Regions from separate parts of the Mus musculus genome. Here all the other regions are linked to region 1. The links are chromatin contacts, called in public Hi-C, Micro-C and promoter capture Hi-C maps. All regions are on one chromosome and are shown on one strand. Each heading gives the region's core, a stretch centred on a gene start, on an enhancer-like site or on the middle of the called end of the contact. The rest is flanking DNA. Distances are from core to core; before and after follow the strand shown. Region 1 holds the start of Gpc1 (glypican 1). Region 2 holds the start of Farp2 (FERM, RhoGEF and pleckstrin domain protein 2). Region 3 holds the start of Ing5 (inhibitor of growth family, member 5). Region 4 overlaps Hdac4 (histone deacetylase 4).

Evidence for each region. Promoter capture Hi-C pulls out the DNA fragments that hold promoters and counts their contacts. A called contact is a pair of places that touch in the nucleus more often than the background predicts.
Region 2: a contact with region 1 is called in a Hi-C map of regulatory T cells, with 4 times the contacts expected there. The contact joins the promoter of Farp2 here to the promoter of Gpc1 in region 1.
Region 3: a Micro-C map of embryonic stem cells shows a contact between it and region 1, with 4 times the contacts expected there. The contact joins the promoter of Ing5 here to the promoter of Gpc1 in region 1. A contact is called at or near these places in 1 of 484 Hi-C or Micro-C datasets (embryonic stem cells) and 1 of 115 datasets of contacts at active chromatin or transcription factors (thymic regulatory T cells).
Region 4: a contact with region 1 is called in a promoter capture Hi-C map of the C10 cell line, with 2.3 times the contacts expected there. The contact joins the enhancer-like site here to the promoter of Gpc1 in region 1. A contact is called at or near these places in 1 of 39 promoter capture datasets (the C10 cell line) and 1 of 9 other capture datasets (adipose tissue).

What each region holds. Positions count from the first base shown.
Region 1 is chr1:92,827,749-92,834,428 of GRCm38.p6, reverse strand. Gpc1 (glypican 1) reads right to left here and starts at 2,784. Exons shown (of 9, transcript NM_016696.5): 1 at 2,332-2,784. The coding sequence starts at 2,497. Gm29481 (a long non-coding RNA gene) reads left to right here. Exons shown (of 3, transcript XR_003947946.1): 1 at 1-1,734.
Region 2 is chr1:93,509,291-93,516,018 of GRCm38.p6, reverse strand. Farp2 (FERM, RhoGEF and pleckstrin domain protein 2) reads right to left here and starts at 3,915. Exons shown (of 27, transcript NM_145519.2): 1 at 3,835-3,915. Septin2 (septin 2) reads right to left here. Exons shown (of 13, transcript NM_010891.2): 13 at 6,286-6,728.
Region 3 is chr1:93,801,359-93,807,688 of GRCm38.p6, reverse strand. Ing5 (inhibitor of growth family, member 5) reads right to left here and starts at 3,724. Exons shown (of 8, transcript NM_025454.2): 1 at 3,650-3,724; 2 at 1,570-1,641. The coding sequence starts at 3,686. Dtymk (deoxythymidylate kinase) reads left to right here and starts at 5,755. Exons shown (of 5, transcript NM_001105667.1): 1 at 5,755-5,991. The coding sequence starts at 5,862.
Region 4 is chr1:91,927,847-91,934,600 of GRCm38.p6, reverse strand. Hdac4 (histone deacetylase 4) reads left to right here. Exons shown (of 27, transcript NM_207225.2): 26 at 804-945; 27 at 1,215-5,822. The coding sequence ends at 1,254. Among named protein-coding and RNA genes, the nearest start is that of Gm46242, 52 kb to the right of the region's middle. Within about 2 kb of position 5,385, at least 5 of the 459 cell types and tissues checked have an H3K27ac peak or open chromatin away from gene starts, as enhancers often do.

The sequences.
Region 1 (6,680 bases), core at 1,535-4,034:
GTACTGTTTGATAAAAGGGAAGTCTCCCGCTATTTCTGGTCCCTAAGACTCAGGGGCAGGAAAGGACATCCATTTGCCCATGAGCCACTCTTCCTCTCTCCTAATCACCCAATGACTCCAGTTGAACCTCAGCAGGCACCTATCTCCTGGGGTATTCCCATATTTCTTATAAGTAGGAGCTCTTTGGAACTAAGGGATTACATAGGAGCTCCAGGGAGGACTGCGCCATTAGGGGCCACCAGAGGGCGCCTGGTCCTCAGAGTCCAGGTCTGGTGGCACAGAACCAGACAGGACCCTGAGCTTGGCTGCCCTTTGGGCTACTGCTATCTTAGGAGGTCACCCTGTTTCTCACTCCACATGCTAATACTCTCTTTAGTGCCCTGGGGCTTGGAGGTATTCTCCCACTCTGAGGGCTGTGAGGTGCAGCCCATGGGGTTCCAGAAAAGTGTGGCACCAGTTCTGAGGTGCACCAATAGGGATGATGGGAAAACATAGGCCCCAGCCTTGCATGTCAATAAATAGGGTGTCTCTGAACAAACACTGGGCCCCAACCAGTATGACTGCTGTAATTCTGCAGGGTGCCTACACACCCCAGCTGGATGGGCATCTACGGCTGTCCTCACAGACATCAAAGCCTTTTGCTTGTCTTGTTCCTAATCCCCCACATTCCCCAACTGCAGGGTAGTAAGAACCAGGCTCTCTGGAAGGACCACACCTCTGCTTCTTTATTTTGCCCTCTCACTGCCCTTGTCACTGCCTACATTGCCAGTCCCTGCCTACTCGGGCACAGTAGCTGTGGGTGGGTACAAGCTCAAGAAGGTCTCCAAGAAGGCATTAAGATGGGTGGCATATCCATGCCAAGGTAAGATGTAGGCTGGAAGGCCTCAGGCTGGTATGTGTGCGGAGCAGGGTACGTCTGGCAGGGATAAGAGATACACAAGGATGTCAGGGTATATGTTCCTATTTCTGTGTGTTTGGAGGTGGGTAGAGTGAGCAGGGTACCAACCAAACTATACCTGCTGCTGCCAGGCACCGGGTGACAGTGCCCAGAGAACTGTAGGAGGTGGCTTTGGCAATGGCAGGGCTGTATGTAGAGAGAGGCATAGAAAGGCCTGTTCTGAGGGCATTTGAGAGGGAGATAGTCAAGAGACTCAGGCCACACAATGTGTCTTGTGGGTTCTGTCTCTCCCCAGAAACAGGGTTCTCCATGGCTGGCTATCTACTGCCATTCCCAAGCAAGTTGGGGCCACAGGCCACCCCTCTGGGCAATACTCTTACTTTCCTCATTCAGAGTGCCTACGACACCAGTTGAGTTTGGTCTCTAGTCTGCAAGCCCCCTCAGTTTCAGAAGAATCCCACAGCAGGAATTCCCTGCTCACCAAGGCCCTGGTGTTACACTTATCCAGGAAAGCTCCCCACACATTTAAGAGCAAAGCCTGGGGCTTGGGAGGTCCTTGGGACATTGCATAGGCACTCCAAGCTCATAAAGATTCGGTTCCCAGAGCTCCTGAGGCAGCAGGGAAGGGAAGGGAGGGGAAGGGCTGCTCTCAGCAGCTGCAGGGCCGAGGCCGCCGCCAGGAGGGCCGCTCTTCTTACAAAGAGATGACAAGGCCCCTGGGCGGGATCCAAGACGCCGACCACCTGCAGCTGGGCTCGCAGCTCCAGGCGGCCCGGAGCGCCCGGTCAGACCACGAGTGTGCTAGGATAGGGGCGCTGGCGGGCACAAGTTCCTAGGTAGGAATCCCCTCGAGCCCTGGGGTCCCCTGAATCGCGCAGCGGGCTCACATTTCCTTAGAACCCAGGCTTGAAGTGTAGGATCTCCCCCATAAATCCCACCTAGGCGGCTCCTGCTGTGGATCCGCGTAAATTCCTAAGCAGAACCCTTGACGCCTCTGGGAGAGATCCGCATAGAGAAGTTCCTAGCCCACTGCAACCGGGATATGCGACCCAATAGACCGTCCCAGAGCTACCGCTTGCTTCGCCGCAAGGGCGGCAGGCACGCTGTCCCGGAGCTGGGATTGCTGCCCCGCCAGCACAGTGGGCCAAGCCGGGGACCAAAGACGCCCAGCAACAACCCTAACCCAAAGGGAGCGCAGATTGCTATGGGGAAGGGACTCTAGAGCGTAGTGGCTGGGAACTGGGCAGCAACAGAGCGGATCGGAGCTCGGGGGCGAGGGCCGTGGGGTATAGACCAGTTGAGGAGCAGGAGGCCACTCCAAGTCCAGGCGGCGGGTTCTGGCGCCCGGGGCTAGCTGCGGCGCGGGTAGGGGCCCAGATCAGACCTCCCGAGTGCTAGGGTCCGGTGCCCCCGGACGCAGCGCCCTTACTCACCCGAGATCTCTGCCTGAGGCACATCGCTCAGGCTAAAGCCCTTAGCCCCGTAGATCTGGCGGACTTCGCTGCAGCTCCGGCTCTTGCTGGCGGGGTCCCCGCGGGCGCAGACGACCAGCGCGGCGGCCGCGCACAGCAGCCACCAGCCTCGGGTCCGGAGTTCCATGGCGGGGCCCGAGGCTCCCTGGCCGCCGGTGCGCGCCTCCCTCGGTCCCGGCCGGCCCGCTCAGCCCAGTGTGCGCGAAGGGCAGAGCCAAGGTCCCAGCGCGCGACGCTCGTGGTCCAGAGGCGGTGGCAGTCGAGGAGGCGGAGACAACAAAAGCCGGCTGCGGCTGCGGCGCGGGGAGCTAGGCGCGAGGCGCGAGGTCCGGCCGCTCAGTCGGGCCGCCTAGAGCGCGGCGGGCGAACGCGCAGCCCCGGCTCGGCGCCTCCCCCGCCGCCCGCCCGGCCCCACGGCGGCCGCGGAGAGGGGCAGGGAGGGGCGGGGAGCGCGGGCGGGAAGAGGGGAGCGCCCGGGCGGGGCGGGGCGGGGCGAGGCGGGGCACGATCGGGGCGCACCGGGCGCCCCTTCGCTCTCCGGAGGGAGAGGAGGGAATGTTCTCTCAGCCCAGGCGATGTGCTCCGTTGCCTGGGTGAGATGGGAGGCGGCGGGGAGAGCCTGGAGTGCAAAGGCCGAGTCCGGGGTCCCCTAAGGTGTCCCCCCCAGCCCAGCACCCAGGGCGGCGGCACCACCTGTGGGGGCGGGGGCAGGGCGGGGGGGGGGGGCAGCTGAGGCAGGGCTTCCCTCGCCGGACGTGACATCACGTCCTCCGCTGGCCAATCAGGAGCTTCCCCGCCCCCAGCCGAATTCGGCATCTCTTTGCTCCTTTCCATCCTTCACCTTACCGGCTTGCTCTCTTAGCGCTTCTACTACTCAGTCCTGGTCCGGTCACTTCCCTACTCACCTGCTGCCCCCCACCCCCCAGCAACAACTCCTACATCCATACGCCCTTTCTAGCCGCCCCTGAGCGGCTCCAGTTCTCGTCTGACGTGTTTTGGAGGAGGATGAGGGGGCTGAAAACTGGCCAAAAAAAAAAAAAAAAAAACTAGCCTTCATCAGCTCAGATGACTTCAGTTGATGCAGATTGCCAGCGACTGTTACGGTCCCTCTTCGTGACTATTTAGGTGCTAGAGCAATGGGGCAGAGGCAGGTCTGTAGGCTTGGGTGCAGCGTGGTAGGTGACCTCTGGCAAAAGGAATAGAGCGAGGAGTTAATGTTGGGCAGCTCAACTCCAGGCCAGGTGTGGCAGACCACCAACTGTCACGCAGCTGCAGGGATGATTGTGGGGAGAAGGGACCCTACCTGGGACCTACCTGGGAGCTGGTGATGGTGCTGGGTCTGGAGTTTCTTGCTTAGCTGCTGCCGGGCAGCACTATCCCTCCTGCTGTTCCCTTTATCCTATGAAGAGGCCATCATAGCTGAGGTTAGACTGAATCTAGATACCTAATCTGGGAATGGGAAGAAAGCGAGATGTGGTTTATGGTTGAGAGTCATAGATTACCACTATGTGTCAATAGAGTGCAGCGCTCTTGGATTCAGCTGAATCAGGGCTTTGCAGGTTTGTGGCAAAACCCCCAATCACCCATGCCTCAGGATGTCCTCCCGTCAGGGGTTCTGTCCACCTTAGGGGGTGGGTTTCCTGTCCTAACTCCTAGGAAAGTGATCCAATTAATCTCTGCAGTCATTGCTTGAGAGTAACAATGGAAAACCAATCTATCGGAGCAGATATCCTCACATCCCTCTACTGTAACACTGCTCCTGACTCACGGACCCCTGTCCACTGCATGTCCTGGCCAGGACAGCTTGGATCCCTGTCACTTTTAATAGAGGACTTGCAATGGCCAGGGCTCCTACTTGCTTTCTGTGCTCCCCATGTGTTCTGGCCTCTCAACATGCCATCACCACTGAATGCCTCTTTGTAAGTTGACCAGCCTAGATAGTTCCTTGGGGTAGGCTCAGTGTCTGAGCCATTTCTGGACCCCAAAATGGCAGGTCTTTAGGCTATGGCCTTTGCTATGATGCTGTATAGGTTGGCTGTCTTTTCTAGGGAAATCTTTATCACTGTACCTGCAAAAGAACAGCATAGCACTTTCCCACAGGTCATACTACTGGCAGCCAAGATAGTGCTCCAAAGTGGTGCTCCTCTCCATACTGGAGTCTCCATAATCTTGAGGAACCATGTATGCGAGCAGCCCAGGGGCTGACTAAGGAAGCCTGAGGGGAGCATGTAAGGACTGGCAGGTCCCCAGCAGCCTCCCCTCCCTTCTGGGGTCTCAAACCTGGGATGGAAGCGGCCTTAGTGCTCCCAAGAAGGGGCCCTTAGATGTGTTTGTCATGCCAAGGCCAAGTTTCTCTTCTCACTTTTACTGATCAGGACACTTTACGAAAAGTAGCAGAAAGCTGTCAGAGAGTGTACCTAGTTAGGTGACACCTGAGCTAACTTACCTGCCTCAACCTTGACTGAAAGGAAATAAACCTGAGATTCAGTGGTGAGTGTCTACCTTTCACCAGCTGCATGAGCAGCCCGGGTCACAGCATAGCATCCACATCTCCTCTGGAGGTGGGAGGAAGTGCATTTGGGATATATCAAATATGCAGGAGATAAGCTGCCCCCCCCCATCACCACCATGCTGAGTGTTGTCTTTTGAGTCCACAGAGGTCCCTCTGTCTCAGCTCATAGTCAAGGGGCAGGGAGGGACCTAGGCAACCAGTCCTCTCAGTCCTGAGTAGGCAGGACCTGTCAGCCTTAGCAATAAAAAGCAAGTAGGCTGAGCAGGAAATAAATGTTCAGGCAGCCGGAGCTAAAAGGACATCATGGCAGAGGGGACTCTGCTGAAGCCATCCAGCTGTAGTCAAGGTGACAAGATCTTGGGAGGAACAGAGTGAAGATGCTGCCCACCCCACCCCCACCTCCTGGGGCTTCTGTTCAACTGTGCTCACCCATGCAGCTTCCTTCCTCGTCACCCCACCCAACCTACGAAGAAGGGAGACTCGATACATTTTAGAGTAACAGTTGCTGAGAGAGGTCTTGAATCCCAAAGTGCTGGCAGCTGGAAACTGGTTATCCCTGTGATGAGAGCTGCTCCCAGCAGACCTTGTCTTACTTGCCCCTGTATCCCTGGCTGCAGAGTTATAGTCACATATGAGGCAACACAAGCAACAGCTTAGCTGTCCCTCAGCTGAGCTGTGGCATAGCTTGACACAGGTATCTCTAGGGCAGTGGATGTCAAATCCAGGGTTTTACCTGGTTAGGGCTACCTCCTGTGGCGGTTCAGAATGGAGTTACAATGAGAGATTTTGGGAGGATGGGTGCTGGAACCACTGTATGACCAGTAAACGGGGGTGTCTTGGGGTCCTTGCCTGCCCAAAGTGGGGTATGGTTATGAGATAGAAAGCAGAAATGAATGAGTAGAAAACCAACCTAAAGAGAAACTGCATTCCTTCAAGCCATTTGAAGCTATTTTCTATATTCACAGAGTATGAAACTAAGATGAGGGGGCAACAGAATGCTTGGCCCCAAGCACCCAGCTTCCTCCATAAGAGTCCTGAAGGGATCTGGGGGCAGGGGTGGGGGGCAGGGTACTGAGCTCTGACTTCTCAGAGGGACTTAGGAACAGGCTGGAGGTCTGTTGATTCCTACCAGGCCTACTGTCCACCCCCACCCCTTCCCCCTCCCCCGTTTCCTGTGATTTGACACTACCTCCCCCAGCTGGTGGAACCAACATGTTTCATGTTCTCTCTGACTTCGTGATCATCCTTCAGTCAAAGTCACTGCCATCTGTTACAGGTACAAAGTGGTGCAAGCAGGGGCCAGAGGCATGGACTAGGCTCGAGAGACAGGTGACGACACTTCGACCTCTTAGGAGGAGGTGTGGCGCCTGGGAAATATGGAAAGCCTAGGGTGCCCATAGCTCTGTAGCAAGCCCACCCTGGGCAGCACCCTGAGGAAAGAAGCAGATGCTATAGGGAGGCTGGTGAGAGGAAAGTGGGCTCCGGGGGCAGCTGGCAGCATGGAGGCAGCATAGGCGATCAGGACAGCCACTTTTCTAGAGATGTCTCAGCAAATGGCATCGGGATCTCTGCCAGAAGGAAGCAGGACCCTGAGTGGCCCTGTAGAGCCTGGGCAATGGACCGAAAGAGCTGTCCCTCCCACCTTTTGCTGACTCAAGAACGATATAGCGTTCTATGCCTTTTCTCTCTAGGTCTGGAGGAAATTCAGTCTCATTACTGTGTTAGGTCAGGATGATATCCAGGGTTTCATACAGGGCTCTCAGACCAAGATAGGCCTAGGAGATTGCCCCTTTGTGGG
Region 2 (6,728 bases), core at 2,666-5,165, 680 kb before region 1:
CAAACATTTATTGATCACCTATTCTGATAAAATAGAAACTCTTAAGTGCTTAAGGATATAGGACCTACCAAGGGAGAAAAGTCCCTATATTCCAGTGGGGATGTTAGATGGTGGTAAATATTACAGACAAAGTGAGGCTAGCAGAGGAATTCCGCAGATGAAAGAGCAGTTGGGATGAATGGAAAAGCCTAACCAAAAAAGCCTAATCAATCCTCACACACAGAGCAGTAGCCCCTGCCCTGCTCCATGTAACCACCACTGCCAGGAGGCCCAGACCAAGCCCTTTGCTTTACACTGTGTCATTTATCGCTCGAAACTACCTGTGACAGGTGGCAGGGCTCCCACACTTATAGCTCAAGGAATTCCAGTTCATAGAGGCGAATGACTTAGCAGTTCCTCACCTCTGCAGATGGCCTTAACTCCACCCTGATTCTGTGATGTTCGCACAGAGGAGTGTATTCAAGAAAAGGAAACAATTATGTAAGCACACATGACCACTTGTCCACCTCAGTCACAGAGAGGGGAAAAAAAATCACTGCAGTGGCCTCTCAGACTCAGTGGGATGGGGTCTCACAGGAAGCAAGAGATGGGGTAGGGCATAGTGGCACTCCTGAGAAAGAGGAATGTGATCTATGAGTTCCAAGACAGCCAAGGCTACACGGCCAGACCCTGTCCCAATCACGTAATGTGGGCACATTACCTGTGCAGAAAGGCAGAGTACAGATAGTTCAAGACAACACAGGAGAGAAGAGGAAGCTGCCTGGGGTTGGGCTGTCAGGGGTCTAGTAGTTCAACTAGATGAAAGTCCATACAAGCTAGGGGGTGGGGCATTATGAAGTTTATTTTGGGATGTGACGAGAATGGGCTGGGGAGGTGAGATGAGCCACAGCAGGGCTCATCATTGTATCCAGTCACATTAGAATGCCCTTTCCCTGAGGTTTTTAATTACATTTATTTGTGTATGTGTGTGCACATATGTTTGACAGTATTCACACAGAGAGGTCAGAACACAACTTTGGGGAATAGTTTCTTTCCTTCTACCATGAGTGTCCCTGGATCTGATGCAGGTCGCCAGGCTTGGCAGCAAGCTTTAACCATTCTCAGGTTTTTAAAGGTAGCAATAAACTAAAATACCAGGCTTAGAGAGAAATAATCCTACAAATCTAAAACAAAATCACTTCCACCATCCTGCCCTCACAACTCTGTCCATGTCCTCAGGCATACTTTTTAATACTTTAATTTTTATGTGCACACCATTTCACTGTTAAGCTTAAAAGACTATGGTTCAGCGGTTAAGAGCACTGACTGCTCTTCTAGAGGTCCTGAGTTCAATTCCCAGCAACCACATGGTGGCTCACAACCATCTGTAATGGGATCTGATGCCCTCTTCTGGTGTGGCTGAAGACAGTGACAGTGTACTCATATAAATAAAATAAATAAATCTTTTTTTAAAAACTACTTACAGCCTATTTCCCAGGACCGAAATGGTTCAAATGATGCTGTGAGGAGGGACAGGAATGAGCGTACCAACGAATGTTTACTAGCCAAGAGGTTTACTTAACCACCTGATCGATACAAGGTTTGCCTATCAGATTTTTTTTTAAGTGGAATTTCAAAAATCAAAATATCACATACTGGCAGTTGCTTTCCAAAAATAGAGCACAATCATCACCCACATAAACACTCCTGAGTAAATTATAACACCAGACTTCATCGCACTACGTTCTATGGGAGCCTCAGCTTTTCAACTCTGGTTGGTAAAGTAAAACCCTCACCTCAACAGATACACAGAGCCAAAGGACTGTATATGGACCTTAGAGAACAGACTAGAGTCACCCAGATTTTCAGTGTGTTCTGGCTGCACACCGAGCAAGGCAGGGTATGTACAGAGTTCATGAAGGGAAAGCAAGGAAAAGGAAACTATGAATGTAACCAAAATGATTGGCAGAATTTAGAGAAATCTGTTAATGTCTGAATACAGAAGGGGTTCATGTGACTAGAAGCAGGGGTGTTTGGAAAGGAGGAAACTGACAAACAGACATAATGGCGTCCTGCAGAATTACCCATGGATTCATCTCTGCTTAGGCAATGCTCCTCCCTGGACCCTACCCCTTTTCAAGTGGGATAACTCTGTGGAATCACCAAGTCTCTAGCTCTTCTTACAAATACCCAGGGCTAGCCTGCGCTGCCACTGACTCAGGTCGCCCTTTCACTTGTCAGTAACAGTTAATGAAGTACTTACTGGATGCAGGGCATCTTAGCGGCTTTGAAAAACTGATTCTTAGTCATGGCAACAAGCGTCTGAGGTAAATACATTCTAAACCCACTCTATGGATGAGGAACCTGAGGCGGGGCAAATGAGAGATACACCTGAGTCCTCTCTGTAAAGGAATCTGTAGGAAGGAACCTAACTCGATAATCACCATCTCTACAATGTGGCAGGGCAAGGACACCGGAGAAGCAGAGGTTTACATGGTTGCGGTATCCCAGAGAGTCATCCACAACCCCACCGGGCAAGGTCTTCCCGTGCTTTATTTAAAACGGGGCTATGCATAGGAAGCCATGGCGCACCCCTGTGCTCCACCTACACTCAGCCCTCAGGTGGCTGACAAAGGAGGATGACGGGTTGGAGGCCAGCCCGGGCTATGGAAACTGTCTCAACAAAAAACGGTGGGGGACAGGGATATATGAAAACTTTAGAACTGACAACGAAACAGCCACAAAGCGCTTCACAAATGCCTTCCCACGTCCCGAAACTCACAAAACTTTTATTTGGCCTACAAGTAAAGGTTACTTCATACCTCCCCATTTCAAATGACCTTTCCATCTTGCTAACACTGTGAGAATCTGTGCTGCTGATCATAATGCCGTCTCCACAAGACCGACTCTAATTCGGTGCTACCCACTAATTACCAAATATTTTCACAGTGGCCCAGTCAAAAACACCTCATGGAAACAGAACAAAGCTAGGGAGAAAGGCCACCCCTTTAAAGATTCTGTCCGGAATCTTAAGGCTCTCCATTCTTTCTCAGCACGGTGTATCGACATTATTTCCTTCACGAATGCCTTGTTTTCATTTCAATTTTTCATCACCATTACTGGGACATGAAAGAGTTTAAGAAATCACTGCCACGTGTGTAAATGGCAAAGGTGCTTATAATCTCGGATGAGTAAAAGGCAGTGGGCCAGTACTGTTTCTAGATCTTAGCAGAGTAAGAATATCCGAGTCTCAGTTCTGAAGGAAAGGCCGAGAAGAAAAAAGAATGCCCTTCTGGGCTTTCATTTGTGGCTCCGGGTGCTGCTTCCCAAGGTGCTTTGTAGAGCACTGGCCTGGGGGTGGGGGCGGTCTTCAGCAGGACATTCTTGTGGCCCTTAACCCATCACGGGACACTCAGTGTCCACGAGAGATGCTGAGACTCTGATCACCCCCCTTCCTCGACAGCTGGTCTCCACGTGTGCTGTTCCTGTCCTCAGTACTCTGCTGACAGCCTGGCTCCTTGGAACTCTGCAGCTCTCAGCCCTCCCCAGACTGCCCATCTACAAAAGCAACTCTCCAGCCAGTCCTCAGCGGACATCCAGACTGGACCCGAGACTCTCCCTCCCTTCGCCCTCCACCGACAGGCCGTCCACAGACGTGTGTTGTCAAACGCGGACTCTGGCGCGCCTCACGAAGGCCTCAGAGCCGGGCGTGGACTTTCTCTGGTGGACGGCCAGCCTCAGGCCTGGTCCGGCTCGGGTTCCGCTGAGGTCCGGCCAACGAAGGAAGCCCATGCCCAACCCAGCGCCCCTGCGCGGCTCGCTCCCCTCCCCCGCCCACGGCCGCCGCGTCCTCACCGTGCCACACCGGCCTGCGCCGCCGCCAGCCAGGCCTCCTCCACGTCCTGCGCCCGCGCCGCCCGATCCCGACAGCTAGCTGCTTCCCCGCCCCCGCCGCGCGTCCGCCGCAGCCCCGCCCCCCCGCGGACGCACCACCGATTGGCCTGCGGGCGGGTCCTCCCGACCGGCGCCTGCGAGCGCAGCACCTAGCTCTGATTGGTGATCACATGGGACAGGGCGGGGCGAGGGAGCCCCATAAAGTCAGAAGCAAAGCTGTGCAGCTTCTCCGCGGGTGCAACAGGGCTTCGGCGGGCTGTGCGTGTCCTCGGCCCTGGGAGGGGCTTTAGGACCTGAGGACTCTGTGCTGGGTGGGACTTAGGAAACCCGCGAGTTCTCCGTCTTAGTCTTCGCTTTGACAAGGCGACGGGAGGATTCTATCTTGGACGCAGCTTTGGAACAACGGGAGGACTACCCCAGACCTGGACTCTGGAATGCGGGTGGCCCTGGGCGGGACTTTTGGCACAGGGGCGGGTCTCAGCCTACAGCCTGGCTTTGGCAAGCAGGGCAGCCCCGATTCTGGGTGGGGCCTTGGACTTCAAGCTCGCGGGACTATTCTGGCATTCAGGCCTCCCTGACTACTAGGCTCTTTCCTACCTTCCATCCGTGGTGCCCAACCAGGGAATAGTGGAACCGTGGTCTTTAGGCACCAGCTGTTCCTAAAGGGACGCTTTTGAGGTGCAGGCTACGCTAAGAGTCCTCGAAGCCCTCGCGGTTCCTTTCTGGATTTGAGGCTTTCTGGAAATGAAAAATGGTGAGACTGGATTCTGGTCCTTCCACTTCAGACTTGCAGCAAACTCACTTTCTTCTTCCATTGGTTAAGCGAATGGGCCTGCAGGGAGCCAGCCCTTTGAACCAGTCTAGGCTAAATAAATCCACACAGGCCCCCAAGCGATTCATATAGAACTCTAGCCTTTGGCAATAAGTCCTTAAGATAAGCAGGGAGGGCCTCAGCCCACTGGAGGGTGGGTGGGTGGGGGGGCTCTCTGCTTCTCCAAGGCAACCTAGAAGCTCAGGCTGACTGGGTCTGCAATTTTAGTAGGCTTCCCAACTTCCTCCACCACCTTGGCTATCCCTTATTTGTAACCAGCCACTGCCATAGCCACTGACTGTGATGTCCATCATTAAGAAAAGGAACTGGGCCGGGTGGTGTCGCACGCCTTTAATCCCAGCACTTGGGAGGCAGAGGCAGGCGGATTTCTGAGTTGGAGGCCAGCCTGGTCTACAAAGTGAGTTCCAGGACAGCCAGGGCTATACAGAGAAACCCTGTCTTGAAAAACCAAAAAAAAAAAAAAAAAGAAAAGGAGCTGGACTGGACAAGGCAAGAATGAGGTTTGACATGAGCAACCTAGTGATTTAGAGAGCAGGAGCCTCATTTCCTAGTGTCAGTACGCTGCTTAGAGAGCAAGAGGATGAGAAAGACTCCGATAGTACTGGGTGGTCAATCCAGGGGTCATGCTGACAAACCGGAGTGAGGCCAGGCCGAAGAGATTGATCATCCACCCAGATTAGGATAAAGTTTGGGGTTATGTGGCTCTGCTCCCTTTATGAGTCCTGAGATCAAACTCAGGTTTGATCACGTTATGAGGCAAGTACTCTTAGCCACTAAGGCATCTCACCAGAGCAAATTCAGATTTTTAAAGTCACTTTCCTGGGCTGGGGAGATGATTTAGCTGTTAAGGGCTGCTCTTCCACAACACACAAATCCAGTTCCTGGCACCCACATGGCTGCTCACAACGGTCTCTAAGTCCAGTTCCAGGGGACCTGACACCCTCCTCTTCTAGCCTCCTTGGGTGACAGGCATACACATGGTACAAAGACATGCAGGCAGGCAAAATACTCATACACATACAATAAAAAGGTAGAAAAACGTAAAAATCTGAGCATGGTGGTATACATCTTTAATCTCAGCACTCCAGAGGCAAAGAGAGAGATAGTAGATTTCTTTGAGTTGGAGACCAACCTGATTTACATAAAGAGTTCCAGGTTAGCCAGGCTACAAAAGTGAGTCTGCCTCAAACACAAAAAAAACTCCAACCAATACATAAACAAACATTTTAAAAATTAAGACTGTTTTCCTAATTCATCTCTCTTCTTACAAATATGGAGAATTAGAAATATATTTGGATCACTTTTACTTCCCACTATGTTTAACAGTTGTTGCTTCATTTTCTAATTAGTAAATTTACCTATGAAGTCTTACTGTCCATTTTATCAAGTAGTCTGCAGACAATCTGATAACCTGTACAGCTATAGGATTTCTTTTGGAGTATCTGGGTTATCTCTGATGAAAATATACGCAGCACGCCTGCTATTAATACAAGTAACATCTTGCTCTGATATACAGTTGTAATAGGGGTCTTGAATCTTCACAATGGCCCGCATACTTTACTCAAAAAGAGGACTACTCATTTAATATCTAAACAATAGTGCTTTATTGAAAAAGGTTAATTTAAATGGATACAAAGTTGAAGTGTGAAATGTTTTCAAAATACATTTCTACAAGTACAAGTTACTTCTTAGTGAAAGAGCAAGTATCTGTTAGCAAAAGCAGTAAAACTGAAGGGGGTTAGAATTGTGGCTGCAAGACCTCACAATCCACACTGCCAATATTAGATGTCAGCTGACCCGAAGTAGCACCTTAACTCAAAAACATGGGACTCACACCGAATACTTGGGAATTCTTTCATTTTTTTGTTTTTAAATTTTTCTCCAACAAACTTAATGTCAAAATAAGCCAAACAAAGGACTGCATGGGTACTCTAAAGTCATTGACGCTTTTCTTGATAGGAACTTCACACAATGAACTTCCCTGATCACTCACAGTGATGCAATGTGAAGAGGCAAAGCGAGC
Region 3 (6,330 bases), core at 2,475-4,974, 970 kb before region 1:
TCTGAGTTCGAGGCCAGCCTGGTCTATAAAGTGAGTTCCAGGACAGCCAGGGCTACACAGAGAAACCCTGTCTTGAAAAACCAAAAAAAAGAAGAAAAAAAAAAAAAAAGAAGAAAAAAAAAAGAAAAACCAATAAAATAAATTTTAAAAAATAATTAAGAAATGTTCCTAAGTATGAAAATATCAAAAGACAAAACATTACTAACTTTCTAAACATTGGTGGAATATTCCTAATCCACCAATGAAAATATGAAAATATTTTCATTTTATGTACATGTTTCGCCTGCATATATGCAGATACACTGTGTGCAAGCCTGGTAGCTGGTGAAGGACCTGGAACGACAGTTGGATGTGAAAAGCATGTGATTCCTGGTACCGGACCCTCTGAGAGAACACTTCTCCTGACTGCTGGGACATCTCTCCACCTCCCCTGAAACTGTCTGAACACTGACACGATGCCATGACGGGAGAGCCCACACCTGACCTCAGGTGAAGGCCGTTAACATGCACTTTAGCATAAGCATGATTTCACACACACACAATCAATAGCAAGGTGACAAAACTGCCTTCCAGACACACATTTTCATTTGTTTACACTTGAGTTGCACTCCCAAGATAGGTCCCTACACAGTCCAAAATTGAAAAACATAAAAACCCAAAATACTTCTGGCCCAAAGCATTTGGGATAAGGAACAATCAACTTATAAACAGTGCAGAAATAGAAAAGAACAACAAAGATGCTGACTGCAAAGGACAACAGTTGAAGAGGTAAGACAGGAACCTATGTGGGAACGGGAGAGCAGAGCAGTGGTGGACACATGAAATCCCAGCACTTGGGAGGCAGAGGCTGGTGCATCTCTGAGTCCGAGGCCAGCCTGGGCTACAGAGCGAGTTTCAGGCCAGCCAGGGCTACAAGAGATAGGCTAGGGAGATGGCTCAGAGGCAATGAGAGCATACGGACACAAGCCTGAGTCCTCTAGGACCTCAAGGACCGCACTTAAAAGCCAAGTGTGGTAGGACGTGCTTCTGCGATTCCAGTGCACTTACTGGAGATGGGCGGCAGAAACTGGAAAATCCCAGCTAGCCTGGTATATACAGCAGTGAAGATGACAAGAGACTGCCTTTCAAATAAGGTGGAAGATGAGGTCTGAACCCAAGGCTGACCCTACAAGAAACTAACCCTGAATTAAAAGTATCAGCATTGCTCCTCCTTCCCAAATACGTGGAAGGCTATGGAAGGTGCACTGAGAGTTCAAGGCCAGCCTGGGCTACAGAGTAAGACCCTGTCTCAAAACAAACAAACACAAAAATTAGGCATGATAGTGGACACCTTTAATTCCAGCATTCCAGAGGTAGAGGCAAGTGGATCCGAGTTTGGGCCTGGCCTGGCCTACACAGCCAGTACATAGCAAGAACAAAACAAACAAAAAACAAAAAAAGGACCAGCACTCCTTCCAAGACACTGTGCAATGTTAACCCTCCAATATACAAGGTCCCTTCAGGGCCCTGTGACACCCCACGCCCGCTCCTGTCTCTCTCTGGTGAAAACCCAGCCCAGGCTATACCCACCTTCTGTTCTCTGGTCTAGCTCTCGCATCAGCTGGAAGTTCCTCTGAAGTTCACAGGGAAGGTTCTCAATGCCTGAAAGAGACAAGAAAGTTGCTATACTTCTCAATAAGACAAAAACCTGCCTCCATGGATGGGAGAGAGAGATGGCTCAGCTGTTAAGAGCACTTACTGCTCTACCAGTAATCTCAAGTTCAACTCTCACCCACAAAAAAGCTCACAGCCATCTGTAACTCTAGTTTGAGGGATCCAATGCCCTCTTTCTGTCCTTGGAGAGCATTGCATACATGTGGTACACAGACACACATGTAAAACACCCATATACATAAAATATACAGGGCCTTACACCAAAGCCTACAACAGCAGGCTTCATCTATTTCTGTCCTAGTTTGGGGACCAAATGATTAAGACTTTGTAGGGGCTGGAAGGTACCAAACAGTGAGCACAACAGGCTGACAGTTTCAGAAGTGCCAAAAGCTGGAGGATGCAGAAACCTGGCCCCCAGCAGACACAGGCCGGGAAGACAGCTCAGACTCCTCCCCTGAACCACACCCTCCCTCGCCTCTATGTCACACACAGTGAACTTCATCCTCCCAAACTCAAGCCAGAACCTTAGTCCTCCTTGATCTCTCCAACTTTGTCCAGATTCCTACAATGCCAGGAGCTGCAGACCATGTGGTCTCAAGACACTGTTCTCTCGGCAAGGCCCAACATACCAGTCTCTAGTCACACACTGCTATGAGCACTGGAAAGGCAGCCATTAGCACCGAGCAGGTCCCACTGTGCAGCTCACCAGTCCCTGCGGTTCAAGTGAGCTGGCTGGCAAACCAACCCATGTGGCTTTTCTGCCCCACACTGCATCCCCTAGTACAGATACACCTCAGTCCTTAAGTTTACAGCAGGCTCCAGCTGCCTCTCTGGGTCTTTCTGCACTCAAATATCTCCACAGCCAACAAGGCCAGCAATTTAGGGCTAAATTTTATAAAACTTGCTGTTCTAAGCCTATAACTTCCTGAGCTCACCAAGACATTCCTATCTACAGCTTGACTCCAGCGACCCTGTCAGCTACTTAACCTTCTACCCTCCAGTCGCCCTCTCTACTCTCAGATAGAGAGACCTTTATCAGCAGTTTCTGGATCTATATTTACCCCATGCCTTAATCTTGGGAGCTATATATATATATGTATATATATGTGCGTGTGTGTGTGTGTGTGTACCCCAACTAATCAGTGAGTTGTAGAGAAATAGGGCTCTTGCCAACGCATGGGTGGCACAGGGCAGGTGGAGAGAGCAGAAAGGGGCCATCACACAATGTCAGCAGTGAAATGAACTCTCCTTGAACCCTCCTCAGAATGCCCACTGGATGGACATCAGAATAAAGATAGTTCACCTTGGAGTCCCACTGCCCAGGCCCAAGGAGAAAATGGGCGCCCCACTGGCTTGATCTACCTCCCTCCAAAGGGTCTCAATTCTTCCACTATAGAGTGGGAAATAATCCTCCTCCGAGTTCTTGCTGGGAGCCAATCTCACGGTCTATAAATAAACGGAGTTGCCAATTTCTGGGATGTCAAAGGTCAACCCGTTATACAGAGCATCCTCCCTTACCGGGCTGGCTCGTGATAGCACGAGTTCCCTCGAAAAAGGCACCCCACTAGCCTAGAGTTCCTTCCTACAGCTCCACAAGCAAACACAGTGGCTTTGGCTCTACAGAGGGATTTGAGCACCACAAGCCGCAGGTGAAGAAGGGGCGGGCCTCCCCGCAACCTAGACCGAAGTAGAGAGGCGGGAACAGAGGCGTGGTCAGCGTCGGGGGTGTGGCCGAAGCGGAGAAGGCGGGCTGAGCCCCAGGCCACACCCCTCCGTGACGCACCTGGAATTGGCGCGGCGGAGGCGGCGGGACCCCGCGCCGCGCCCCACGCCCTCCATCTGCGGCCCCGCCCCAGACCCGCCGTGAGCCCCCACAGTCCCCATGATCAGTCCCCATCCTCCTCCGCATCCCGGAGCCTCGCACGGATCGCGGTGGGCCGGGGGCGGCGGCGGCGGCGCGAACCCGCGCGGGCGGCGGCTCGGCCAGAGTGCTTACTGTCCAGATAGTGCTCCAAGTACATGGCAGTCGCCATCTTCGCCTCGGCCACGCTCGGGGTCTGCGCGAGCGGGCGGTGCCGCGGACTCGGGGCGGGGCGGCGCCGCGCGCTCACTATTCATGAGCCGCGTGCTCCGATTGGCCGGAAAGTGGGCGGGGCAACTCAGGGGCCACCCCTAGGCTTCCGGCCGGCTGTGGTCGCCAGGCGGCGCTGTGGGGCTTGCCCTGAGGGAACGCGGATGGGCGATGTGCTCGGTTCGCAGTTTGCAATGTGGAAGCTCTGTCTCTGGCCCAGCCGGATTCCAAGCCCTGGCAGGGGACTCCGCTTGCACGTGTGCTGGCGCCAAACCTGCCAGCCGACACCTGCCGCTCTTCCCGCGTTGTTCAGACACCCGCTGCCTGTGGTTTCTCCTGGCTGACGGGGCCTCCCGGAAGGAGACCCCCTCACAGGCATCGGTTAACTTCCATGCTCTTTGTGGCTGTCTGGTCCCGAGGGGGGCGTGCCCACGCTGGACCTCGGTTGCTTTGACTCGCACTTCGTGAAGAAGCCACGCACCCCTCGATGCCTGCAAAAATACATTTTACATTCCTACGGCAACTCTGTTACAGTTAATGAAACAATATAACTAAAATCCAGGGTTTACCAGAGTCCACTCTTGGTGGGCTCTAATATTTCTGAGAAGTATTAAGTATCCCCCTTATAGCATCCTGAAGAATATTTTTCACTGCCTTTAATTCTTTTGGTCTATTACAATAGCGCGCGCACACACACACACGCATACTTGTAACCAATAAACGTTTTAGAGTCTCTGTAGTATTGCTTTGCTAACATGCCATGTAGTTGCATTTTACAGTACACAGTCTTTTCAGACTGGCTGCATTTATCATTATACAGTTCAGGTTCCTCCATGTCCTAGTAAGTAACTGATAATTCACTTTTTACTTCAAAATTATTTCACTGTGTAATTACCAGTTTATCAGTTTGCGTGTTGGAGGACATCTTAGCTGCTTCCATATTTAGGCAAATGTGGCTAGAGCTGATACAATCATTTGTGTGCAGACATAGTTTCCAACCCATTTGGGTAAATATTGACTTCATGTTAAAAGTAGAGTGCTTTCTTGAGAAACAGCCAAGCTATCTTCCACACCGTTTTTGCCTTCTCCTCTGCACTGACAGTCTCCTTCGCTCCACGTCCTCACCAGCATGATGAAGGGTTAGAATTGTAGATTTGGGCTATTCTCGAAGAGGTGAAATTATCTTAATTCATGATTCCTAACAATATGTTTGTGTTGCACATTTTTACATATGTGTCTGGCATCTGTGTCACTTCTTTGGGTGTTAGTTCAAATGTTTGCATAAACCTTGATCTACCTCCCAAATGTTGGGTTTATAGGCTATGTCACTCACTATATCCAATTTATTCTGTGCTGGGTATGGAATCTTTGTTCATTAGGCAAAACATAACCCAGCCCAGCCTTTGACTGCGGATCCTTTTTTCTCTTCCTCTAGAGTACTGTTGTTTGGGTTTTTGAGCCTGGGTCTCACAATGTATCCCTGGCTGGCCTGAAACTATGTAAGTGGCCTCAGACTCACAGAGATTTGCCCGCCTCCTGCTCATGTATTTTCCCTGACTTTATTTTGTCTGTAAAAACACTGCTAGGGGGAAAGGAATTTAAAAGGGGGGGGGGTGGTTTCAATTCTGCCCACGCTGCAAATAAACCCATTTCCTTCCACCAACTTACACTAAAACGACAAGGAAAATTCCTGAGCGGTTCGAAAATGCTGCAGAAAGTACATCTTGGGGGTCGATGTTCCTATCCTTAACTCCTTTCAGAGCCTGATCATCACATGGCTCCTGTACGCGCGCAGGTGTGTGTGTGATAAGAAACTTTTAGAACCCTTCAGTAGCGCGCTTAGGGGCATAAAAATTTGATTCCGTTACAGGTCTCGAACTTCCACGTGACCAGAGCCTGCGCAACCACAGTCCTTAAGATTGGTGCTCTTCGGGAGCGGCGAACGGAAGTTCCGCGAGTTGGCGCTCGCTAAACTGCAGACTCCCGGGCCTAGATTACGTCACGTCCGGAAGCTGTTCCCCGCAGGCCACAGAATTCGTTTTCCAACCGGAAGAGGGCAGGGCTTCCGTGCACGCCGGGCTTCTGCTGCATCTAACATTGGCGGGAACCTGGCAAGTTGACCGGTGCTGTGCGGGCGATGGCGTCGCGTCGGGGAGCGCTCATCGTGCTGGAGGGTGTGGACCGTGCTGGCAAGACCACGCAGGGCCTCAAGCTGGTGACCGCGCTGTGCGCCTCGGGCCACAGAGCGGAGCTGCTGCGTTTCCCCGGTGCGCGGGTGGGCCTGGAGAATTCCCTCACTCTCTCTTTGGGTTGTAGTCTTAGTATCTTTAAAAGCTTTTAGAACATCTATTTATTTATTATTGTGCATGCGTGTGCTGGCTAGTCTATGTCAGTTTGACTCAAGCTACCTCAATTGAGAAAACTGGCCCCACCAGATTGGCCAGCAGACAAGCCTGGAAGACATTTTCTTCATTGGTCATTGATTTGGGAGGGCCCGGCTGGTGGAGATGGCTTAGTTAATAAAATACAGGCTGAAATGAGAGCCTGGGTTTAGTTTCCCAGGTTAAAAAAAAAAAAAACCTAGTACGGTTGCTTATCCAACCGCT
Region 4 (6,754 bases), core at 4,136-6,635, 900 kb after region 1:
TAAGTGGCTGGCCAAGTCATCGTGGGGACCCAGGGCAGAAGCAGAAGGCCTCACCTCCCCTGGCATGTGATCAGCTAGTAGAGACTCCCTGAACCAGGTCCTACTGTACAGGGCTTCGAAAGAATCTGGGCACCAATAGTCTCAAACTACTTGGTTCAGTTGCATAGAACTTACTTGGACTGAAAAATCTATGTCATGCTAGAGGTACCTAGCACAGGGTAGAACTCATCCCCCATTCAGTCAACAAATCCCAGGCAACAGGTACACAGCCAGATACCCACACATGGCCCTGCCTCAGGTAAAACCTGCTACTCCTTGCCTGGCTCTCTGATATGCTATCCTGGCACATAAGCTCACAAAGATGATGCACACCTGAAGGCTTCACCCAGGTACCTACTGACCATTTAGTTCTGCCTTCAAAACTGTTTCACCTAATGCCCCTAACTCTAGAAAGCTGCTTCAGCGGGGCTCCAAGTGCTGAACCTGGATGTGATCTATCCACAGCACCTATAAGGCTCCAGGTAGGAAACTCCCTAAGTCTGGATGCCAGCAAGTCTCCATGTGTCTGCTCCCAGAATTTCTGGTCACCCACAGCAAGGCAGAATCCCACAGACGTGGAGAGCCAGGTTCCACAACAGTTCACAGCCCTGTGTTCAGGTGACCTGTAATGCAGAAATTACACCACAAGGGCCTGTGAGGGCAGTGCCAGCCAGCACTCTTCAGAAAGGCGCTTTTCAGACACAAGTGAGTCTCCCATTAACCTGCAGAAGTGGGGAGTCACTGAGTGTTTCCCTCTCCCCCAGGCAAGTACTGGCGCTGCCTGCAGCGTCTGTCCTCCACGGTGGGGCACTCTCTGATTGAGGCGCAAAAGTGTGAGAAGGAAGAAGCTGAGACAGTCACCGCCATGGCCTCGCTGTCTGTAGGCGTCAAACCTGCTGAGAAGAGGTGAGTCCTGTCCATTCCGTCCCAAAGGCCTGCTGAGTACACCTGTGCATGAGGACCTGACAGAGTCTTCTTTGTGTCAGGCTTGCCCTTTAGGGACAGGGTAGATGGTGGCATGCCCACTGACTCGACAAACCAATCCTGTCTATCAGGAAAGAGCTTGCACTTTGGTGGAGCAGGGATTTTGACAACTCTGTGAGAAAGGGAACCTGATTGCACAGGGCCTCCCTCACCCACTGTGCACCCTGCCCGACCCCCTTTCTCCTCTACAGATCTGAGGAGGAGCCCATGGAGGAGGAACCACCACTGTAGCCCGAAGCTGCTGTTCTCTCCTTTGTTTGTCTGTCTTGAAGCTCAGCCAAGAAACTTACCCGTATCACTCCTGCGTCCTGCCTTGGTGCTCTCTTGAGTACAAAGGGACAGCAGGCGTGCAGCAGCAACGGGAAGCCTTTCTGCCGCCCTGGACCACAGGTCTGGAGACGCACACGGAACACCGGGTGTGGCAGATCACATGGAACACAGGACAGCGCGCAACACACGGGCACACAGACATGTGGAAGCCAAGCACACGCTGGTGGCTCCCCCTCCCCCTGGGAAGCCTCGAAGGAAGAAGCTTGTGGCAACTTGGGCAGAGTTGCTGAATCAAGTTGACATGAGGAAAATGAAAATCAAAGATCTAATAATACAGAACAAACTTGATTAAAACTGGTGCTTAACATTTGATTCTTACCCACAATCCCACAGTCTCCGTGTAAACCACTCAACTCATCTTGTAGCTTTTTTTTTTTTTTAAACGAAAACAAAACCATTTTCTATGGCTCTGGCCTGCCTTGTGAACCTTAGTGGGGTGCTGTGGGGGTTCACAGCTTAGTGAGGGACAGAGTTGGAAGAAAGTTTAAACGAAAAAAAAAAAAAAAAAAAAAAAAACTGGACAGAACAGAAATGTGAGCCTGGGAATCAGCTGGAGCTTCTCGACGCCACCGGAAGATGCGAGTTTGTGCCTTTTTTATTGCTCTGATGGAAGTTTTTGTGGCTGGGTTTTCTGAAGTCTGAGGAACAATGCCTTAAGAAAAAAACAAACAAAAACAAAACACCACTGAGAATTGGTGTGACAGTGTCCTGTGGCTGGCTGAGCCTGGCATTACAAGAGTGGGCACCAGCCACTGTCCCCGAGGGCCGAAGTACAGCCAGCCTTGCTTGGTTTGATCGCCATTTAAGGAAGATGAGGTAGTTCCAAAAAGCAGCGAACGCCGCCAGCAGTTTTAAAGTCTAACACATTTTAAACGGATCCAAAGTCTTCTTTCCTCATCCGTCACTTAGCAGTTGAGCATCTCCATTCGGTTGTGAAGCATGTCGTAGGCACACTGCAGTGTTACGATCGGAATGCTTTTCATTAAAAGCAGGTAGCATGAAGTATTGCTTAAATTTTAGGTATAAATAAATATATATATGTATAATATATATTCCACTGTATTCCAAGCTAAGAAACTTGATTCTTATGAGATCTTGATAAAATATTTATAATGCATTTATAGACAAAGTATATATAAATATATATAATAAATCCAGACCGCAGAGGTCCTGGCAGGTGAAAGACGTGTGTTAGCTCTGAGGTGCTGAGGGCTGGGGTCTGGATTGAAGCCCAAGGGTTTTTGAGCTCCAGATTGGCCAGCTTCCAGATTGCCAGCATGTTCACCCCTGGGCAACTTCCCTACCAGTTTGTACTTTAATTTTAATTATTTTCTAACAGAACCTCTGCCCTCGCCAAGACTCCATGCACATATGTACCTGATGAGTTTTTATAGCAAAAGATATAAACTTGCTGTTGATTTTTGTATGAATTTTTCACAAAAAAGATCCTGAAGAAAACATTATTTTGTGTATTTTACATTTTTCCCTTACCATTCAGCAGTTTTCTGAAGGTGGTAATGTCTGAAACTTTTTCTTTCTAAATTCTTACTTGTACATTTTTTTTAGCTCTGAAGGTTATTTTTATGGTTTGATTTTGTTTCTTTTTGTACAGCAAGCAGGGTTCTGCTTTGAGCAAGAGCGCTGCTATCATGCTTGGTTTTTTTAGAGCAAACCTCTCGAGATTGGGCAGCAGGTCTGCGTGGCACCCTGGTCTTGTCCAGCTCACCCGGGAGCAGCACAGCCAGGGGCTTCTGCCCTGCAACACCGCTAGTATTACAGGGCGGGCAGGCCTCGTGAGCCGTGAGGGTGGTTGGCATTAGTGAATGTGGACTTGTAACCACTCCATCAGGATAGAACCCCAGCTCGAGTTTCCCAAAGACCTTTGAGGCTCTGGCCCTGCACCTGTTCAGGAATTTCCATTGCGGCCTCATAACCTGGACTCTGGCTAGAGCCATAGCCCTGGGTTTGTAGCCTGTGGCCGCTGAACCAAGGCCTTTGTCCTTGTCCTGCAGGAATACACAGGGTCCTGAGGGACAGCCAGTCTTTGTCTTTGCTCTTTTTTTTTTTTTTTCTTATGACAACTAACTTTTTAACTGCTAACTTCTTTTCTAGCACTTAAAGCCGCCAGTTTCTTTCCAAAGTATGTGGAGTTCAGACTGGTGAGAGGAAGTTGAGATACTCAGAAGGGACATCAAGCTAAGCTTCTGAATTTGGTGGCATTTACAGGGTAGATGGGAACTGGGTCAAGCTTTTGACAGACAGGCTGAGCACACATTCTTGGACTTTTGATGGCTGGGCTGCTGTGAGTGCTGAGCTAAGACAGAGGGTGGAGAGGTCTTAGGACGTCACTGACTTTGCCCTCCCTGTGGCTGCTCTGGCCCTTGGAGAAGGAGCAGACTTGAGGGAGCCCATGCAACCTCTCCCTTGCTTGTCACTGCATGGCGACAGAGGCCAGCTAGCTGCTCTTCTGGCCGCCTTGGCCCATTTACTGCAAACCCTGCCACCTGCCCTCTTGTGCCAGCCACGACTCGTGGGAGGTGCACCTCATCTTACTTTTTCAGGTGAGGGGTAACAGGCCACTCAGTGGCCAGGGTACTGTGAGAGGGACTCACTTTGGTCCTATTCAGTCACCCTTTGATGCAGGGGCCTGGCCAGGGAGCCAACTCACTCCAGCTTCCCTGTGAGCTGAAAGCATTACCTACCATATAGCCTTTTCTTCCCTTTGAAGACACATGTGGCCCTTCCCCACAGTCATCACCCAGGGCAGAGGGCAGAAGGTCAGCCTTGACCTCCAGGGCAGGACCACAGCACTCCCCTGCCTGGACCTTGAACCTTCCACCTTCTCCCTTCTTTTGCAGAGGCCTTGGTGGGTGCTGGGAAGGGAGCTGGGAGCAAGCACTTTACATCCCTTTAAGGGAAGCCCAAAGCACCGTGTCCTCAGGATGCCGGTGTCCACTCACCTTGGGTCTTCCACCTGCACCCTGAGAGCCCACGCTCCACCAGCAGGCGGCCGTTCCAAGGCCACTACCCACTGGGACATCCCAGGGCTCTGGCTTGAGGGCCGCTTTATCAAAGTGTTTCAGTTTTTCTTTACTTTCGAATCTGTCCCCAAGAGGAAGGACCATCCTGCAGTGGTCTCCACAGCACTGGTGATAGACTTGGTTGTGTTTCTTTCCTCAGAACATTCCTTCTTCACTGGTCACAGCCACGTGCTCATTCCATCCTTCTTTTTGTAGACTTTGGGCCCATGTATTTTATGGGCATTGATACATATATAAATATATAGATATAAATATATAAATATATTTTTTTAAGTTTCCTACACCTGGAGGTTGCATGGACGTACGCCGGCATGTCTTTATATTGTATACAGATTTTGCACGCCAAACTCGGCAGCTTTGGGGAAGGAGAAACAATGCCTTTCTTTCCCCTCTCATGATGTTTGCAGATGCAGAATTTTTTCTGTAAAACAAAACCTTGAAGGAGAAGAGGGGGGAGTTTGAGTCTTATTGAACTTATTCTTAAGAAACTGTACTTTTTATTGTAAGAAAAAAGGACTACTTACACACTTGTCATTAAGAAAAGTTTACCTAGCACCTTTGACATACCGATAGAGAGTCGATTGTATCCATGTGCAAGCCCCACATTCACACCCTACTGCCTGTCTGGCAAGCTGGCTAGGGGCATTTTCTTTTGTTTTGTTGGTTTTCTCCTTTTCTCTCCCCACACAGGGCCAGGTGCACCCTGCCTGCTGTCACCAGCCTCTGGTCGAGAACCTGAGGTTCTGGTGAGTCCCCGTCTCAGCACAACTGTGCTGATGGGTTCCTTCCTTCAGGAAGACACGGGCGGGGGCTGGGTTTCCGAGTTGGGCAGTCCAGGCCTTTGTGAGCCCTAGGTCTCAGCGACACTTGGCACTGGAGGAAACTATTTCTCCCTCTCAAGGATCCGGGCGTGCTCTGCACCCGGCCTTGGTGGCCTCACCGGCCTCACGTTGATCAGAGTCTCCTATGGAAGAGAAGAATGCAGACAGGCTTGTTCAGGGTTGTGCACTCCACTGAGGAGATGCCATTTCCCAATCTGTAAGAATGTTAAACATGCTGTTTCCATATATGCGCAGGAGGCTGACCTCATTCAGCAAGAGCTCACTACAGAAGTGTGGTCAAAGCCGCCACCGGAGCGCTGTGACATGAAGCTGTGTGTGCTCCACAGCCACGACCGCCTTCACTCTGTAACAGCCTGTTTTCTCTTTGATTGTCTGGACCTCCCCTCCGCGGCGCTTTCTCCTCTTGGCGGGGTTGGGAGTCATGTTTGGTTTTCTCATTCTTGTTTTTGTTTTGTGTGGTGGGTTCACTGACCGGCGGTGTCCTCTGGCGGTCACCTCTTTCCACCTCCCGGGTCCAGTGTTTGTACCACATCACACACTTGTCGCTCTCGTGGTGTAAATAAAGACTGCGTTAATTGCCCTCCCATCTCTGCTACCTCCTTGTGTTCTTTCCCCCAGCTTGGGGGGGGGGGGGATTGTGGGTGCCCGCGCGCCCAGGACACTGGGCACTGACCTCCCATGCCCTGGGGAATCATTGGGCCCCGTCACTTGGATTGAACTCCAGCAGCCTCTCAGACTTTTCCCAGCTAAGCACTCAGAGCAGATATGAAAGCTGCCAGTCCCCACCACTAACAAGGAATCCCGACTCCCACCGGTCCAGGTGCGCTCGGAGGGTTTGGTTTCCAGGGGAGCATGGTCTGCCATCAGACACACACCAGCCGGTCAGAAAAAACTTAGCTGTAATTTCTGAGCTGTAGTTTGTACTGTTATAAGTTACAGGCAGGGCGTGGATGTCCCTGGCTTCAGGTCTCCTAAGGCCGTGTGTCAGCCTTCTCTGAAGGCTCGAAAGGGGTGCCGTCTCATACACTCCTTGGGTTGGCAGACCTTTCCTGACTCTCATGGTGCCTACAGCAAAGCAACCTGGGAGACGGCATCCCCTTGGTAGACTTGAGAGCTTGTCCTAATAAATTTCAGATACTTCCTGGTCTGCACTTTTTTTTTTTTTCATTTTGATTAAGAGCCAAATGCATGCCAGCTATGAATTCTTGGAAGCCTTTACCTCCAATTGGATAAGAAGGAACTTGGAGAATGTTCAGAACGATTCACCATAACAGCCTATGTTAAACCTCGCTCAGTCAGGACCAAGCCCCATCAAAGCCTCACTGGGGAGCATGAAGTCATGAAGCTGGAAGATTTGTTTCAGTAGTTCCAAGAACTGTTAGGACTGCTGAAAGCTCTTGCTAAACTGTCCACTTAGGAGAGGGCTGGCTCCTAACGTGTGTTCTACTAAAGCTCCACTTCCTGCCCGTTATTAACAACCTCAGATCACTCAAGACAGCAGTCCAGATAATGTAAAAG